Regions from separate parts of the Gossypium hirsutum genome. Here region 1 is linked to region 2. Evidence: chromatin contacts called from public Hi-C data. All regions are on one chromosome and are shown on one strand. The core of a region is the stretch at or near the end of the contact, and the rest is flanking DNA. Distances in the headings are between cores, read along the strand shown. Region 1 holds the start of LOC107941910. Region 2 holds the start of LOC107933978 (photosystem I reaction center subunit XI, chloroplastic).

What was found. Hi-C and Micro-C count contacts between places; a contact is called where the count stands out from the background.
Region 1: a contact with region 2 is called in a Hi-C map of leaf, with 2.2 times the contacts expected there. The contact joins the promoter of LOC107941910 here to the promoter of LOC107933978 in region 2. A contact is called at or near these places in 2 of 34 Hi-C or Micro-C datasets (both in leaf).

The regions. Positions count from the first base shown.
Region 1 is chrA07:15,360,909-15,363,608 of Gossypium_hirsutum_v2.1, reverse strand. LOC107941910 reads right to left here and starts at 1,323. Exons shown (of 3, transcript XM_041117631.1): 1 at 1,109-1,323. The coding sequence starts at 1,151.
Region 2 is chrA07:15,140,206-15,142,905 of Gossypium_hirsutum_v2.1, reverse strand. LOC107933978 (photosystem I reaction center subunit XI, chloroplastic) reads right to left here and starts at 1,283. Exons shown (of 2, transcript XM_016866303.2): 1 at 809-1,283; 2 at 1-563. The coding sequence starts at 973. The coding sequence ends at 72. It overlaps LOC107934000 (FRIGIDA-like protein 3), which reads right to left. Exons shown (of 4, transcript XM_016866326.2): 4 at 2,293-2,700. The coding sequence ends at 2,495.

The sequences.
Region 1 (2,700 bases), core at 74-2,573, 220 kb before region 2:
ATTAGATATAGCTTTACCAGTAAGAAAAAGATAATATCAAACTCTACATTTCTCAATATTTGAGCATTCAACAACATTGACCATAAGGAAATCATGCATATTGACCAATAAATTGCAGACCACACTTTGGAGTTTATATCTTTATCTTTATATATTATATATACACACAAACACTTACAAAAACTCACACATATGCATATTGCCCTTCACTTCACTCAGGCTAACGCTTTTTGTAGCGCCTTGCACCTGAGGCAATATAAGGATGCCAGCGCCCAAAATGCACCTTGCGCCCTTGACAACACTGTTCATAACCACAACAGCGCAACTGTATGGAACATTCAATATACTATGATCTTAACAGCAACATTAGTACTATGGACAGTATATACATGTATATACATACATATATATATGTCCATTCAAAAAGATAAAAGAAACATAACTTTGTGAGCATTAAACAGTGAAGTAATATCACATGCAATGAAAGATGATAACTTCGATTTAAGTCGCTAATCCTAGACAATCCTAGCAATATAATATTTATATGTATAGATATTTCAATGTAAATGGAGCAAATTGTTCACCAAAAACTCGCCGAAGATTCTGTAATCTTCCTAGCTGGCTGGACAAGTAAGAAGAAAGAGGGGAACTTATATATATGTGATGATCATGCATATTATAAAGCCTTAAGAATTAAAGACAAAATGTCAAACACCTTATGATCTTCCATATTTTTTTAACTAACTCAAAAGTCAATAAGAAAATTTTATTGGATTTTAACACTAGTTCAAGAGCTGAATTTACTAAATAAAAGCTTAGAGAAGAGAAGAAATCAAGGGTTTGTTTCAAGCTTCAATAAACTAAAAATTTTCCAGGATTTGTATTTTTTTTCTTAATATTTCCCAGTAAACAAACAGAACTAAAATTTCTAGAAGAGAACAAAGGTCAGCTTATCCTTACTCAAAGCCAAAAAAGACTTATATTGAAATCGAAAGCACAAAGAGTTCAAAAATGCTAGAAAAAATAGCAATAAACGACCCTAACATTAAAATTCAATAGAAAAATAGGGCATTAAAGTTCAGATAAAAAACATTTATAAAAGAACAACCTTGAAGCCTAATTCCCAGATCCAGACCAAATTTATCAACCATTAAAAAAACCTAAAAAAAAGGTTTCATATTAAAGCACAAATAAAACCCAGAAAAAATGGAGAAAAAAAAGAAGATTAAACATAAAGCACCCACTTGGCCACTTGCATTTGCACGAATAATTTTTTTTCTTTTTTTGCATAATTAGATGATTTTGAAGGTACAGTTCTGGAAATCCGCATCTTTGTCTGGGATCAAGATAAACGTAGTTTGATCAACAGTCCATATATTGACACGTAGCTCATCGGTACAAATGTACGATTAATGATTTACTTGTGATGATAATGATAAGATTTAATGAAGATCAAAACCACAAAAAAGTACAAGACCAAATTAGATCTTTTCGCTGTTGTATAAAATGTACTGAATTGTGTTACCGCGAGTTTATAGCGCGTGATGTAAACGTATGGTGGAAAAGGAGGTTAAAAGGGTCATTTTATGAGATTGGTGAGAAGTCAAATGTGGATGTGAGGGAACGTGATGGTGAGTGCGGTGGGGGCTGAAAATAAGTTGTCCTCTTAAAGTTGAATTCCTTTTTTTCGTCTCGGGATGGATTTACTAAATTGCCCCCAAGTTGGTCGGATCACATTGATATTTTTATCTAAAGGGTAAGGTTAATAAACTATTAGTAAATTTTTATTTTGATCAGTCAATTTTAAAAAATTATAAAGTGACCACTAGATAATTTGAAAGTTTGAATTTAAGTTATTGGATTATTATAATTTTTTTAAAAGTCCAACTAGTAAGCTCCAATAGATGGTTTGATAACCTATACGATGAATCAATACACATTGATGAGTAGAAGAAGATACTTTAGATCTAAATTGATCTGATGATCAATATCGAAGATCATAAAAGAAAGTAATTTGAATTTTGGTTTGTAGATTCGTGATATTTATAACTGTTTTATGAAAAAACTGAATTGTAAAAGAGAAGGGGAAATAGAGCTTTTAGTTGGTACATGTTGTACAAACAGAGAAGGTTATACAACAATTATTTTAATAATTAAGTGACTTAAATGAAAACTTTTGAATAGTCTAATAATCATTTTGTAACTTTTTGAAGTTAAGTGATTAAAATATAAAATTACTAATAATTTAGTCACCTTGAGTGTAGTTTACCCTTATCTAAATATTATATATATATATTTCGGAATATGGATTCTAAAGATTATTCATGAAAATGTGTATTTTTTGTGTTAAAATATTTGGAAGGTCCTTGTATTATAGGGATTGATATAAAATAGTCCTTTTATTCTTAAATAGTAATTTTATTATTAAATAGATCAATTTAGTCTCGGTATTATTAAAAACAATTAAATAAGTCCAAATTATAATAAAGTTAATATTTACTATATAAAAATATCTTGAAAATTATTATTTTTTCAATTATAGTTGAATTTCAAACAAAAAATTCTATTTAAAAAACCATAAAAATTATAAAATATTAACTTTATTAAATAATATATGATATTTTCTTAAAAAAAATAACTCTATTTAAATTTGATCTTATTTCAATACAAGTCTTTTGCTACTATTTCAAAACAAAAGGT
Region 2 (2,700 bases), core at 34-2,533:
ATCATTAAACATAAGAGAAAAGTGACAATCACTTGATTTACAATTACTTAAAAAGCATAAAGACGATGGTCTTATTTAACGTAGTAAGGAAGGTCAAGTACATAAAGAAGAAAATAAGCCCAAATAACACCAGAGATTCCACCAAAAAAGAAACCTCCGCTAAACTTAGCCCATCCTTCAGCTGTTTGTAACTGATCAGGCTCCTTCTTTCTCCCAGTCAAGGTTAAGCTTGGAGCTGTAGAAGGTTCACTTTCATTGAATGATGCAACACCATACATGGTTAAGCAAATGCTTAGGATTATAACTAAACCAGCAGCTGCTAATGAACCAGCTTGACCTGCAACAGCTGTGTTCCTTAAAGGACCAGCTTTGACAAATGGACCTACTAAGAGGAAACCATGGGCTAAACCAACTTCTATGCCTCTTAGAAGTGGGTTCACTGCTGTTCTATAAGCTGGAAGGTTGGATAAGTACCAAGCAATTAAAGGACTTGATGTGATTGGTGTCTCTAGACTTCCAATGAATGGGTCACCATTAATGGGTTGAATTACTTGAAATGTTGGCTGCAAAAAAAGAAAAAAAAAAACCCCTTAATTCATCATTTATGGGGAAGCTGGATTGTATTTTTCTTTCAAGAATGGATAAATTAATTTTTGTACAATAAATGAAAGAGTATACTAATCTATTATATTAAAAATTGCAATCATTTTTAGAGTAAAGAAAGTAAAATACAATCTAACTCCTTTCTAACACAGATACGTACACTATACATTTTATCCCATAAATGGGTTTACGACCATTTGCTTACCTTGTCTGATTGAACAGCTTTGACAGTGAAACAGGGAGTTCGGGTCTTGCCGGGTGAGAATATAAATGGGGCTCCGGAAATTCCCTTTGGGACAACTAGTTTTCTTGTAAGAGATGATGTAAAACTGCTCTTCAGCCGACTTGCCATTGGAGAAGTAGTAGCCATTGAAGATCAAAGGGAACTCAAGAAGGAGAAACTTGGAAGTAGAAAATATACAAGTAATAGAAGCCAAGGTAAAATGAGAGGATATGAAGGCAAAGAGTATCTAATTCTGGGAAAATTGTGGTTTAAGAAAGATGAGGTGTCAACATAGAATATTTTTATTGGATAGGAGAATGTATAAATCTTATCATCCCCTATCCATATCCATTGCACCAAATATTGCACACATATTATAGATTTCTTTGGTTATTAGTTTTATCACTTCAATTTTGCCACTGCCTTTTTTATATATTCTGCTGGTCAAAAATTAGTTTGCTCAACTTCAACGTTTGATCTGAATTATTTACTAATAGCTGTGGTAGTAATTTATTCTAGCTAAGAGTGTGCAACTCGTAAAAATTAATAATAATAATAATAATAATAATAATAATAATAAACTACATCTAAATTTATGTTTTAATCACTAAATTTCAAAAAAATTAAGTTATTTGACTATTTAAATGTAGGACCTTTTTTGTTCATACTGTTGCACTAATTGAAAGCTCTCATTTTCTTTTCTTTTTTTTATACACTTTAATTTTTTTTAAATAAATAATTTTAAATATTACGAAACTAGAAACTAAAATGCAAACAATTTTTTTTTCAATTTCTAACACTGATCGTTAAATCGCAATTTAAATCTAACATATATTTTTCTACGCATCGATAAATATTAATCAACCGTATTAATCATTGAATAGTCACTTAGAACCGCTAATTAAACCTTTAAAAACAAGTTAACCCAATAATTTAAATAAAAAGGTTTTGAATAATTAACTTAAATAAAAAAATTTAAATCATTTAATAAATATTTTGTAACCTTCTAAATTTAAGATATAAATTTACTAATAATATAATCACCGTGCAAGTTGTAAAAAAAAAAAAAGTTTGCTGTTGTTGGTGTTATGAGGTGGTGAACTGGATTGGTGTTAGACTGACGCAGTGGACTGATCCAGCTGCTTGTCTATACTTGGTATTTGGGCCTTTGTAGATCTGAGCTGGTTTTTCTTTTTTTTTTCTTTTTTTTTTTACCAACATCCCTCATTGCGAGAGTATTCTAAAGAGATAAAGCGATTAACCACAAAAATGTGCTGCATTGTCGTTCCGATAAAAAAGGATGAACCCCAACCCGAGCTAGCCATTGTTGTGTGTATATATAGGATAAGAATATTATCCTGTTAGAATACACCATGTAGCATACCAAACACTTACCTGTGCAACTTCCACAATCCATACAAAACTAGGAGAAAAGAACAAAATATAAAATAATAAAACAACGGATATACATATAAAAGAGAGTGCATATATATTAGAGGATCAAAATATCTTCGTCTACACCAGATTAAAATTAAACAGCACTTTTTTTTTTCCATTTTTTGTTTTTTTTTTTTTAAATACTAAATCCATTCATACACTGCACCTGAAAGGTTAAAGCTAACCGCTAAAGTGAGAGGATCATAGTTACCTTTATGCCATTTTTGGGAATTAGTGAAGATACGGAGTCTGATACTGGTACCCGTTTCCGAAGTAGTTCCCATGACTAGGAGAGAAGTTGTAGGTAGCAGAAGCAAGAAGAGAGTGGCTGTGGTTGTCAGCAGGTCCGGCGTAAACATAGGGTCTGTCATACACGTACTGCATGTACCTGTCAGTGACTCTGGGATAAAATGTTTTGTCAGCAGCTATATTAGTGA